Linked DNA regions of Sus scrofa: region 2 is linked to region 1. Evidence: chromatin contacts called from public promoter capture Hi-C data. All regions are on one chromosome and are shown on one strand. The core of a region is the stretch at or near the end of the contact, and the rest is flanking DNA. Distances in the headings are between cores, read along the strand shown.

The links. Promoter capture Hi-C pulls out the DNA fragments that hold promoters and counts their contacts.
Region 2: a promoter capture Hi-C map of liver shows a contact between it and region 1, with 2.6 times the contacts expected there. The contact joins the promoter of ACSM5 here to the promoter of ACSM3 in region 1. A contact is called at or near these places in 1 of 5 promoter capture datasets (liver) and 1 of 47 Hi-C or Micro-C datasets (embryonic fibroblasts).

The regions. Positions count from the first base shown.
Region 1 is chr3:25,280,624-25,287,142 of Sscrofa11.1, forward strand. ACSM3 (acyl-coenzyme A synthetase ACSM3, mitochondrial) reads right to left here and starts at 3,440. Exons shown (of 14, transcript XM_021086514.1): 1 at 3,254-3,440. THUMPD1 (THUMP domain containing 1) reads left to right here and starts at 5,395. Exons shown (of 5, transcript NM_001244282.1): 1 at 5,395-5,727. The coding sequence starts at 5,497.
Region 2 is chr3:25,417,533-25,424,791 of Sscrofa11.1, forward strand. It overlaps ACSM5 (acyl-coenzyme A synthetase ACSM5, mitochondrial), which reads right to left and starts at 5,019. Exons shown (of 14, transcript XM_003124563.6): 1 at 4,820-5,019; 2 at 2,705-2,926; 3 at 1,003-1,213. The coding sequence starts at 2,908.

The sequences.
Region 1 (6,519 bases), core at 2,190-4,689:
CCAAGTCCAGCTGCTGCCAATGTCTGTTAGAACTGGGCACTTAATTCTCCAGGAATCATCCCAGCAAGTCCCATAGTGTGCCATACACAACACACAGAGGCACATGGGCCCAGGGACACATGAGATGTGCCATGGAACACACTGGCACATTCATAGTCCAACACCCACGTTTGGAAGTTTCGAAACCTGATGGCTTTTCCAAGGAACCTAAGACCTTTACACTACAAATGCTTACATACTGTTACCAAGACAGAGCTCATTTAAGAAAATAAACCCTTCTTTCTTCTCCTTATTTTAAAATATATTTATGACCCATAAAAATACCTTCCTTGCACGTTATCCTTTCTCACTGTGATGAGAGGAAGGAGGTGGGCAGGGGGCTAGGACAATGGCAGTGGCAGCCAGGATGAGTCCACGGCAGCTTCCCCCTCCCTGAGGAGGGCCAGTGAGTGTGGACAGAAGTGGGCAAGCGAAAGACCTGCCTCAGCCTCGGCTCTGGAAAAGACTCCTCCTTCTTCCCAGCTTCCCACCTTACTCTCTGAGGCTGCAGAGCCATCTACATGGCTGGTAGGCAGGAAAAAGGGTGAAGGGGTCGAGGCTAATGGCAGACATCCTAGAGGTGGACAGTGGCCTGTCAAGGATAGATCTGAGGCCTGGCCTGGGAGGCACCTCCAGCCTTACAGATAGCTGGGTTTGATGCAGGACATGGGCTCCAGGGATAGTTCAGTCCAAAGCAAGAGCCAGTTGAGAAAAGGGTCAGACTCTAGAAGCCAACTTGAGCAGAGGTCCCCAAAGAGTGGTGGCTGTCTGGCCTGGCCCACCCAGCCCAGACCCTGGTCAGACCCACTACCCTCCCATGCTGGCTCCTCACCTCCGCCCCCAGGGATCCCAGACTGCACTTCAGGATGGATGAGGGGTAAGGGACAAGTGCTGGAGGCTGCTCTGTCGAAGAGAAATAAGCCCAAGTCTTCACATGTCATTCTGTTTGGCAGCGGGGATTGAGGAGAAAGGACCACCCTTTACTATTTGCTGGCAAGGTACAGCCTGCGTCTCTGTACCTTTTTACAGAATAAACATTTCCTTGAACTGGATGAGGAAGTACTCACCACTAAGTTTTTAGTGTTGTAACTTTTTTTTTATTATTACTCAAGGAATTTAATACATTTATAGTTGTACAATGATCATCACAATCCAGTTTTATAGGATTTCCATCCCACAACCGCGGCGCATCCCCTCCCCGACACACCTGCAACTTTGTTTTTAATTTGGGGGGATAATATCTTCAAATGCTTACAGAAATCATAAAAGATACTCAGTGAGGAGTTCCTGTTGTGGTACAGTGAAAAAACGAATCTGACTAGGAACCATGAGGTTGCAGTTTCGATCCCTGGACTTGCTAAGTGGGTTAAGGATCTGGCATTGTTGTAAGCTGAGGTGTAGGTGGCAGATTCGGCTCAGATCCCAAGTTGCTGTGGCTGTGTAGGTCAGCAGCTGTAGCTCCAATCAGACCCCTAGCCTGGGAACCTCCACATGCCGTGGGTGTGACCCTAAAAACAAAGGGGGGAAAAAAAAGGTACACAGTGAAAAATCTGCCTCCCACCCCCAGCCTCAGGTTTCACCACACCCTTAATCCCTCAGAGAACCATTGTTATTATTTCTATGTATCTTTTAAGGGTTTCTTTTTTTTTTTTTTTTTTTTTTTTTTGGTCTTTTTGCCATTTCTTGGGCCGCTCCCACGGCATATGGAGGTTCCCAGGCTAGGGGTCTAATCGGAGCTGTAGCTGCCAGCCTACGCCAGAGCCACAGCAACGCAGGATCTGAGCCTCGTCTGCAAACTACACCACAGCTCACGGCAACGCCGGATACTTAATCCACTGAGCAAGGCCAGGGATCAGAACTGCAACCTCATGGTTCCTAGTCAGATTCGTTTCTGCTGTGCCCACAACAGGTACTCCTTATTTTGCATTTAAAATGAAAATTTCAAACTATTTTATCCACTGCATTCAGAATCCTTCAAACAAACTTTGAAAAGAAAATTGACCAGTCATTTGGAGCTTAAAGTGAGCCTAACCATTGTGTTCTGCCAAATACCAGCATCCTCCTCATCAAAACCATAAGACTATCTTTTCCCCAACAAAGTTCTTTTCCTGTTTTTCCAGAGATTTTAGCATTTCATAAAATCCATTTTCCAGGTTTCTAATACTATTTGCAGGTAAAAAAGATCTGAGACAACTTTCCCAGTGTGAGTCCAGATTTTTGTACTGAGCCATAGAAAACTCATCTAATAAAGATGGTACCAGTGCTGATCAGACAGGCTTTTGAAAGTATTTAAGGTCTCATCAGACATGCAGCCTCTACATCTATATAAACAGCAGTGCCAAGGGGATTTTCACCTCCCCACATCTCCGTAAATACCTTCTCCATCAAGTAATCCAAGTAATAACCATGGGTTGGCATATATACCCTCAAAGCAAGATGAAACCCCTACTGTTCTCCGCAATCTAACAAGACCCTGCCTTAAACTTCCATAAGAATTTTTAGGGCTATGCTTGACCACCTAATAGAGAAAAGTGGCTGCCCCCAGGTTACTTCTAAGTAGACACTAGAGTGAAAACCTCAGCTTAGTCTACTTGGACTCAACTGAATTTTTTTTCCAAAACATCTTAACAAGTTAATCTGTGCACATAATTTTTAAAAAATTAAATAGCACGAAAAGCTCAAAATGAAAGAAACTCAGCTGCTATGTTTACAGCCTTTTTGTATGTACATAGTCCTAGTCACTTACTAGATAGAATTATTAACAATAACTGAGAAATTCTGATAGAAACACATTGGCTGCCCAGGATTTCAGGAGAGCACTTTTAATTTCTTTTTGTCTGTTTGTTTGCTTGCTTGTTATCTCTGCTCAAAAGTACATGTGGGCCAGCCCAGAAAACTTTGCATAGGAGACAGATAAAGTGATACTCACTAAAGTGACAGATTCCAACACAGCAGGAGATGATAGCAGACCTGTTTCTAGAAGAGTAACCCTGAAACTTGAACTCTTCTATCTACGTTGGTCTTGGCAGTAGCCGCAAGAGAATGGAAAAGTTGTGGGACAGTCAGAAGCAGTAAGATGTGCCCAGAGTGCCTTTCCTGGATTGGTGGAGCCATTCTGGAGGGAGGAGCAGAAGTTCTGGGCCAAGTTTACCTTGGAGATTTACACAGTCCCCTGAGACTGTTCCTTTTATAATTAATGAGTTACTGGACTTACTGTCATGACTCAGCAGATCTGTGAGGAACCCAGGATCTGTGAGGATTCAGGTTCCGTCTCTGGCCTCAGTGGGTCAGTGGGCTGTGGATCTTGCAGCCGTAAGCTGCAGACGTGGCTTGGATCCTTCCTTGCTGTGGCTGCGGTGTAGGCTGGCAGCTGGAGCTTCGATTGGTCCCCTAGCCTGGGAACTTCCATATGCCGTGGGTGTGCCCCTGAAAAGGAAAAAATAAAGAAGTTAATGATTTTCATACACCACAGGTTTTGGGGAGGCTGGGGAAGTAATGCATTTACATGGAGGGAAAGTGTCCATGGAGCTCCTGGAGAGGTTAGTCCTGTTTACAGGTGATTGTGTTTAGGGTGCAGTTAAGCCAGGGAGAAGGACAAGGAAAGTCTCTAAGCTGTTCAGTTTTAAAGTATTCATTTCTAAAAGAAGCATAGGGATCTAACTTTTTTCTTGGGTGTATAAGATGCCTATATTATTACGTGTATTCCTTGAGAGGGAACCAGGATCCTGCCTCAAGGCTGTACAGTTGCCTGACTGTTCCTCCCCTCCCTGATCAGTAACTATCTGACCATGTCCCTATAGGAACTCAGGGAAGGTCATGGTAGCTGAGTAAGACTCATTTCCTAAGAACAAGAAATGGGGTACACAAAAAGGCTTTTGCACCCAGGAGCCCCACAGTCCGGTTTCGCTATCACTTTATCGATCATTTTGGGAGCTGAATTCAGTTGAAAAACTTTGAGCACCTACTATGGGCTAGGCACTATGCTAGGCACTGAGGATGAAAAGAAAAACTAAACAATTTCAGCGAGCTCTCTCTGTGCCTCCTGACACCACAGCAAGGCCAGTGTAATGAGACTTCTTTTCACAAGCAACTGAGGACCTCCAGAAATAGATGCTGCACAATCTCCACCAATGACATTTTGAAAAGTAAAGGCGGAAGCAAAGGTGAAAGCCAAAAATAAGATTTTTGGATATAATGGTCAATCTGGGGTTAGAATAAAAGATGACTTTCAGTTCAATGACCCTTTTGCAGATTACTTCCATTGGAATTTGTGGGAACTCAAATCTGGCAACAACTTTTGTACTGGAGCAGTAGTTGAGGGTGAGTGCTGCCCACCATAGCTGTTAACCAAAGGTCTTTGCAGCCATCAGCCACTGCATCCACTGGATGGTGAGCCCTGAAGAAACTCAGGATGGAAACAGAATGCCAGCCATCAAACCATCAGACACTGTAGCCACCAACTCCCACCTGTTCCTCCCCCCCCCCCAGTGTACCCTCAAGAGACTCCGGATGAGAAAGCACAGGACACTGGCCCTAGATAGCTGAGGTGCATATCAAAGGAATGATTTCAGTGAACCCTGACTCTTGCATTTCCCATACATGGAAAAGCACTAAATCCCTTAACCAGAAATAATCTTTTGATGTTCATACTATCTGGTCTTGGTTGCAAAAACTCCTATATATCCTGACTCCTCTCTTACCTCTTTGGAGCAGTCCTTAGAGTTATCAGATAGGCTGTGTCCTGGGCTTAAGACCTGAGTGTTGTCCGCATAATAAAGCATGATTCTCATCTTTTAGGTTGTGCTCCCCCCACCCCCAGTCAATAGTAGGGAGCATTTATTCCTCCTGAACACAGTCTTCAAAAGTGGCATCTTTTCAGTTTAAAAAAGATAACACATTATCATGATAGTTGCTGAGGCTGCGGATAAAAGCACAGAGAAAGCAGTGTGAAACACTTATACAAACCACTATTCTTAGTTCTAAGTCATATGGAAACAAGTTCTGGCAAATTTAGGCTAGAAAGGATTTTATTGGAAGCTTTTGGGAAGTTGACAGAATTATAACGACGGCGGGAGGAACAAGTGCCACGGAGGGTAAGAGACTCTAGGCGGCTGGAACCAGCATCAAGGTTCTAGAAAGCGCCCCACCACCAGTTTTGGAATCTGGACAGCAGGAATACGCTGTCACCAGAGACGGGCCACTTCTCCAGTAAATCACCTCCTTCCGGTGGTGAGGTGAAAGCGACTAGCTGTCAATCATCGCCGGGGACGGACCTCACGCCACCACTCTGCAGCCTTCCGCCGCGGGCTTTAGGACCCTGTAGTCGGAAGGAGGCTTGGCGGAAGGACTTCTAGAGGTCGTCGCGCACACATGACATAAGCAGCCCGCGCCTGCAGAGGTGAGGGCGCCAGGCCCGCGGAGAAGCACGTTGCCCGCCTGCTTCAGTTCTCAAGCACTATGGCGGCCCCCGTCCAGCAGCCTCTTCAGCCTGGTGGCGGGAAGCGCAAGGGCAAGGCTCAGTACCTGCAGGCCAAGCGGGCTCGGCGCTGCGAAGGCGGCGGGCCCCGGCAGTTGGAGCCGGGGCTACAGGGCATTCTCATCACCTGCAACATGAATGAGCGCAAGTGTGTGGAGGAGGCCTACAGTCTGCTCAACGAATACGGCGACGACATGTACGGGCCAGAAAAGGTACCGGCTCGGGGAAGAGCAGGCGGACCAAGCGGCCTTTCAGGGAGGAGGAAAGGGTGGCAGGCCAGCTCCTGTATACGCATGCGCGAGTTTAGCCGCACCCGTAGCGATGAGGGGGCGTGGTTTGCCTCTGTTCCCCTAGGAGCCCCAGGGTGCCTCGGTTCCCCACCTCTACCCGGTCCTGTGCTTCAAATTCTAGCGCTTTGGGCGTTTCCCGCCTCTTCGTTAATCACGATGGTGGCTCCAATTTATAGATTGCTTTTTGCGGTTCAGACTTTGTTTCTGAAGACCTTTCAGAAACGTGTACGTCTCGCGGTAACCTCGTGAAGTATTGCTCACGAGGACACAGGTTCATGTAGGTTAGGTTCTAGGTGGTTCAAGTTCTCAAGGGCACAAACTTCATTCGTCCTTACGGTTTCTGCTATCTTACTACCGTTTAAACATTGCGACTGTTCTAATGTGTTAGTCTTCAGCAATAACATCTCTGAAATAGTGGTTTTAGTACTAGTCTAATAGTTGCTTCTCAAATAGATATAAAAATACATTTCAAAAAGTAAAAACTTTTGTAACAGTACCGTCTAAAATCTAATTGTCCCATCACAGTTTGGAAATAATATTATTGGCGTAGGATTTGGACCCATGCACACATGCACACCCCAAGGAATTAAACGGGAGGGGGTTAAAATTCAGAGGATTGTCATTTACTAGCTCAGTTGGATGGGCTTGTCATTTAATTCTGCTGAGCTAGATAAAAAAGAGAATAATGATAGGACTTTGAAAGATTGGCTAAAA
Region 2 (7,259 bases), core at 3,769-6,268, 140 kb after region 1:
TCCCCTCCTTTTCTGCTGGAAGAACCATCCCAAGAAAATCAATAGCCCACTGCCCTGGGCATTCATGACAGTGGAAAGAGGGAGGAACACTTTAGGGCTGATCTTTCTGCTTTGATGATTTTGTCCTTCTCTTTCTTCCCTAGGAGATGCTGTGAGGGTGAAACCCATCAAGTCTAAGAGTGAAACTAACCTAGATGGGTGAGAAGGGTCTCATTCATAACGGCATCATTCTCCACACATGGGCAGCTCCCAAACCACAACCACAAGAAAATATGTTTAGTCTGTTCCATTCAGAACTTGGGGGAAAAAAATCTATATAGTTGTCAACATGAAAAGGCTGGAAGGTTTTTTTTCCATAAAGAGTTCAGAGGTTTTTTTTTTTTTTTTCGAGTTCTAATTGTGGCACAGTGGAAACAAATCCGACTAGTATCCATGAGGACGTGGGTTTGATCCCTGGCCTCACTCAGTGGATTAAGGATCCAGTGTTGCCGTGAGCTGTGGTGTGGGCTGCAGAGGTGGCTTGGATTCCGCATTGCTGTGACTGTGGGGTAGGCCAGCAGTTCTAGCTCTGATTCCATCCCTAGCCTGGGAAATTCCATATGCTGCAGGTGCAGCCCTAAAAAAGAAAAAAGAAAAAAAGAAAAAATCTGGAGTTTTTAAATTACAAAAAACAGAAGTTCTGGAAACTCCAGTCCTCACTCACACATGGAACCATTTGGTTGGAGTTGAGAAGCAGGCACGCCTGATGGATGAAGCATGAGAACTCCCATTTGCTGCAGTCCTCAGCACTCCCTGCTGCCTCACACTGGCCTGTTTTAATCAGTTACAATGCTCTCTGGCCCCTTGTACAACCAAGTGTGTGATTGTCGGGCAAAGGGGAAGTAAACAAACTCCCCATGGTTCACGTGGCTCCATCTCCCAAACCTTGTGGACACAGATACCGCCAAAGCTCTGGCAAGGTCACATCAGCCCTGCCTGGAAGTCTCAGCCCTGCTCACTGACCTGTCCGCATACAAGCCACGCTGACCAGCCACCACTCCGGGAGCCTCGGGAGCACCAGCATCATTCTGTCTCCAGGCTGCAGGCCGCACATGCCCCCCAGCACGTTAGCCGCCTTCCGGGACTGCTCCCCCAGCTCCTCAAAGCTCCACTGGACCTCTGCCCCCCTGCCATCAACCCACCAGAAGGCAGGGTTTGGCGGCCGGTGCCCAGCCTAGACAGAGTGTGGGCAGAAAAGAAATAGAAACCATTTGTTGAGGATTTTCGCTTGCTTGCTCTTGTCTTTGTTTTTTTTACATTTGATTTTAACAATCGTTATTGTATACACAGTGTTTGAAAATCAAAACAATATGCACGGAATGCAAACTGTTACCTTTTTTAAAAATTTTTTTATTTTTTTTGTCTTTTTTTGCTATTTCTTGGGCCGCTCCCGTGGCATATGGAGGTTCCCAGGCTAGGGGTCCAATCGGAGCTGTAGCCACCCGCCTACACCACAGCCACAGCAACACGGGATCCGAGCCGCGTCTGCAAACCACACCACAGGTCACGGCAACGCCGGATCGTTAACCCACTGAGCAAGGGCAGGGACCGAACCTGCAACCTCATGGTTCCTAGTCGGATTTGTTAACCACTGCGCCACGACGGGAACTCCCAAACTGTTACCTTTAAATTGGATAAGCAATAAGTGTGAGGTCCCACTGCACAGCACGGGGAACTATATCCAATTTCTTGGGACTGGCCATTAACAATAACCTGTTACTGTATTTATTAACAGCATTACTTATTTTTTTTCTTTAAACAAGACCTTCTTAAAATTCACATAAGTACGTTTCTTTGAGGTAAAGTTTATATTTTCCTACTATAAATAAAAAGGTAGTATCTTTAACATGAAATAGAATGAAAGCTTAACCTAAAATACAGAGTAGGAGTTCCTGTCATGGTGCAGCGGAAACGCATCCGACTAGGAACCATGAGGTTGCGGGTTCGATCCCTGGCCTCGCTCTGTGGGTTAAGGATCCGGTGTTGCCATGAGTTGTGGTGTAGGTCGCAGATGTGGCTCAGATCTGGCATTGCTGTGGCTGTGGTGTAGGTGGGCAGCTATAACTCTGATTGGACCCCTAGCCTGGGAACCTCCATATGCCTTGGGTGCAGCCCTAAAAAGAAAAAAAAACCCAAAACTACAGAGTAAAGGTTAGGCTCTATGTTAACATAAAGTACACAACAGACACATAAGGAAGGGAAAATGAAGAAGGAAACAGAGGCACAGAGACACAGACAGAAGTCAAGATAGTGTGAATTCAATTCTGTTTCTGCTGCGGTCTGTGAAATCTTTGAGCCTGAGCCAAGCTCTCTCCTTATTTAAGAAACAAGCGTGATGTGAGGGAGTAGTAAAAACAGACTAGCAGTAATACAAAAACTTTCTCCTTCACTGGATGGGAATGATTAGAATAGGATCCAAAGAGGTGTGACTCGCTCCCCTGTGGTTTGGCCTCGGAAATGTGACACACCCAGGATTTGGCAAAGGCGTCTAAGGCTCAAACACTTGGTCATAATTTTTCACCTAAGACTTACATGCTAACGATTTGCACTCTAGCACCTGCCAAAGGTCAGAAGCTCCCCATGTCTCATAGCCCTGATTCTCACCAGGATGCCCGAGGGCAGAAGCGGATGCCCAAGACGGACCCCGGGATGCAGTGAGCTTCACCTTTTCCAGCTGACTCCACACGTCCAGCACGTCATGGGCAAAGTTGAAGTACTCGGGCACGGGCTGCCTCCCCAGGCTGATGGCTTCCCAGGTGGCCACAATCTTCGGAGGGACAGGGAGAGGTGGCGGCTGCCCCTGAGACCCACAGGTACCCCGCACCCTTCTCAGTGCCTGGAGGACTGGTCCTCTCAGCCACAGCCTCATGGTGCCTCCTGCCTGTCACTGAAGAAGGGAGAAAGCATTGTGGTGAGTTCTGGGCTTCAGAGCCACTTGGAAGTTGGAGAGAAGCTGGTTGTCAGCCCGAGGGTGACTGAGGCACGTATCAACTTGTAGAAGAGTCTTGGGCTTTAGTCTGAGCTCCACGGTGTGATGCTGCTCAATTATCCCCCCTGGACCTCAGCTGCATCCTTTCCACCGCTCAGTGCCTGTGGGTCTCTGTGGATCTGAAGGCAGGAACGCAGAGTCCACTTTCCAAGCTTAGTCCTACCAAGTGAATCCCTCAGAAAACCTTTGGCAAATCCTGAGCTGGCCTGGCAACACTAAAGAAAGCTCATGGGCTGCGCTTTCCAACAGAAATATGATGCGAACCCTGTTTGAATTGGTTGCGAATTGTAATACACAAATTCTGCTCTCCAATGGAAATATGATGTGAATTGTTACTTATACAATTCTTTTTTTGTTTGTTTGTTTTTGTTTTTGTAGGGCTGCGCCTGCAGCATATGGAAGTTCCCAGGCTAGGGGTCGAATCAGAGCTCTAGCTGCAGGCCTACACCACAGCCATAGCCATGAGGCATCTGAGCCGTGTCTGTGACCTACACCACAGCTCATGGCAGTGCAGAATCCTGAACCCAGTGAGTGCAGCCAGGAATCAAACCCATGGAATTAGAATCTGCATTTAACAGAAACTCCAGACAAGTCGAGCTCATTAAAGTTTGAAAAGCGGGAGATCCCGCCGTGGCTCAGTGGTTAACAAATCCGACTAGGAACCATGAGGTTGTGGGTTCGATCCCTGGCCTTGCTCAGTGGGTTAAGGATCCGGTGTTGCTGTGAGCTGTGTTGTAGGTTGCAGATGTGGCTCAGTCCTACATTGCTGTGTCTCCAGCCTAGACCGGCAGCTACAGCTCCAATTGGCCCCCTGGCCTGGGAAACTCCATATGCCCCGGGTGTGGCCCTAAAAAGACAAAAAAAAAAAAAAAAAAAAAAAAAAAGAATACTTCAACACTGAACAGCCTGGAGCCTGTCCCTGTGCTTCTCCCTGCTTTGACTGCACCCTAAGCACAATCATCTGTGAGCTGAAGCCCAGGCACCCAGAGAACAATTTTCTGGAAGTTAAACCTTATTAGCACATGATGGTTTTGAGAAACTGCCCTAGTTTGTTCTTCTCTCTGATCCATATGCCCTTTTTGCAAGAGCTGTTATTCTAGGCAGTAACCCACCACCAGGATCCTACTGAAATCTGATGCCAGCTTCGATGACTAAGCTTCCCCCAAAGAAAGAAGAATGCAAAGTTTGCTCCAGTCCTGATTCTCATCTGAAACCCTGTTTTTCTCCTTTTAGACAATAAACCTCCCTGCAATTCTTCCCCAAAGGAGGGTGCCGTCTTTAGGGCATTAGCCTGCTGTGGCCCACATTGCCCAGCCAAGGAATAAAGCTATTTTTTTTTTCTCCTTCACCCCAAACTCTGTCTCCACGTTTCTGTTTGGCACTGGTGGACAGAGCCTGCGTTTCAGCAATATTTCCTCTATTTTATAGATAAAGCTAGGCTTGAAAGAGAAAAGTGACATCTGGGTCTCACCTCCCAGAAAGGCCTAGACTCCAGCCTCTGTTGGGGCCACCAGCTCAGGAAGGGGGAGGGGGGCCCTGTAGCCACAGAACTCAGTTTCCCTGACCTGCCTGGGCCCACCACCCCTCACCTTCCCGAACTCTGCCCGGGACCTTTTCCTCTGCCTTTCACTTCTGGATTCCTGGGGCCCCCTGACAGCAAAGAATAAGAATCCCAGGCCTGCCTCCCAAGTGTAAAAGGCCATTTCAGGCCCTGTCCCCTTTAAAGTTCATTTGTCAAGGGCTCCCGGGGGCAGAGGACAACTCCCGCTGAAGGATATGATTAGGCAGTACCTCGTCCTTGAACCCAGGAAACACAAAGCTTCTGCTTCAGCTGAATTCACGGCTTAACGCCTGTAGACATCCGGGCTCCTGGCTGGTAAGGGCGATGTGCTGATTCAGCCTCCCACGGGACCTCTGGCCCCAAATGCAGGGACAGCAGAGCCCTCAGCCAGCAGAGGACATGTGGCTTCAGCTAGGCAGCACACGCTGAGCCAATGAGCTTGGCTTCCAGGCTTTTCTCACTGCTGGGAGGTGGAACCCCAGCCCCCGTGCCCGGTGGGTGTCCCCACTCTAGAGTCTATTTTCCCTAAAAATTCAGGTCTCCCTCTAATCGGAAAAGAGAACAGAAGCTTTTATTACATTTGAGCAGAGAGGAGATAATAGTGAAAATAATATAAGTGAACTGTCCTTCCGGAGACAGGAAGTCACTTGGCAGGTGCCCGGAGCCAGCGCTAACACGGGATCTCTTTGTTGAAAATAAACTGTGGTCCTACTGCACGACTGTGCACACTTCCTAAGAGAAATTAATAGTAACACAAATAATTTCACACTTGAATTAAAAGAATTTTGGGGGGTATGTAAATGACAACTAAATAAAGCTTCTTAAAAGAACAAAGCCTTCTCTGGCGCCTTGTCTAGCTCAGCGTCAAAGGCAAAGTCTAGAGAAGAGCTCCCAGCAGGCACGCTGTGGCTTTGAAGTTCTGGTTTGCAGGGCGGCTGCTGGTAAACTGGTCCTCTGAGAACAAAAGCTGCACGAGTGACTTTTTGCATTTGCCCGGATCTGTGGTTAAAATTCCTACCATGGCAAGTTTTGAAACTGCCCACATTCAGGACTTGAGAACCCAACCCAAAATCCAGATTGGGATTTGAACTCAGGTGCCCGGACTCAAACCCAGCCCAAATGCAGATTGGGACTTGAACCCACGGGTTTTATTTTTTAATTTTTTAAATTTCATTTTATTTTTTTGTCTTTGTAGGGCCGCACTGGCGGCAGATGGAGGTTCCCAGGCGAGGGGTTGAATTGCAACTATAGCGGCTAGCCTACACCGCAGCCACAGCAACGACAGATCCGAGCCTCATCTGTGACATACACCATAGCTCACAGCAACACCAGATCCTTAATCCACTGCGCAAGGCCAGACATCGAACTTGTGTCCTCATGGATACTAGTCAGATTTGTTTCCTCCGAGCCACGAGGGGCTCTCCCATTGAAGCCACAGCTTTTTTTTTTTTTTTTTTTTAATTTTTAAATTTATTTTTATTTTTTGTCTTTTTGCCATTTCTAGGGCCGCTCCTGCAGCATATGGAGGTTCCCAGGCTATGGGTCTAGTCTAATCGGAGCTGTAGCCACCGGCCTACACCAGAGCCACAGCAACATGGGATCCAAGCTGCGTCTGCAACCTACACCACAGCTCGAAGCAACGCTGGATCCTTAACCCATTAAGTGAGGCCAGGTATCGAACCCACAACCTCATGGTTCCTAGTCGGATTTGTTAACCACTGAGCCACGATGGGAACTCCGAAGCCACAGCTTTTAAATTAGAATCACTCACCTGGCGGGTGGCTGGACTTAACTGGGGTACTTTAGGCCTCAGCGCAGTGGGAATTCAGCAAGAGACAAAGTGATAGGCAGGAAACAGATTTATCAAGATTAGGTGCTAGTGAGAGATACAAGCAGGTGGGCGAGGAGGCTCTGCCCCTCGGAGTAGGAGGGCTGCAGTTTTATCATCCAAGGGGTGCAGGGGTCAGAAAAGACCGCCTCTTCCTCTTTCTTTGAGCAGTGGCTCCTCCTTGGTATCTGGTAGGAGAGTATTTGACCCTATAAGGTCAAACTCGGACTGCCATGGTGCTTATTCAAATCAGCAGAAGGGTGGTCCTTAAACTCCTGCCCTGGGTCTGAACCTGAAAGCAGGGCTTCCCCCATCTCCCACCCAATGACCTCAGGCACATATGGAGCCTCCAAGAGTCCAGCAAGCCTGCCTCCTGCTAATGGCCCTCGGGACAATCACTGACCCACAGTGAACTCCCAAAGCTCCCCCGGCCGCCCCCACCTCTCTCCATGGCCCCCCATTGGGACCCCCATAACCACCCAAGCAACTATCCTACTCCATCCTGATCAGTTTCCACTAACCAAAATTTATTGGCTTGCCGAATTTCGGATTATTTACAGGCTCTCAGGTCACCCGCAGGCGAACTCCTCTGCCAGGACACCCCTTCCCCAGAGCTCAGGGCCTGGCAACTCCGAGGGCTCAGCTCAGGGAACCTTCAATGCCCAAACTCCCTGCCTGGAAACGGAACCCTCTCCCATCTGACACAGCCTGCCACCTGAAACCAGGTACCAGACCCTAAATCTTTGTGTCTTGAAGTAAAAGCCCTTTCCTTTAGCCCCACCCCCCCACCCCCCAGCCTCCCCTCAGTCCCAAAAGGCTGACTCAAGAGTTAATGATTAGGA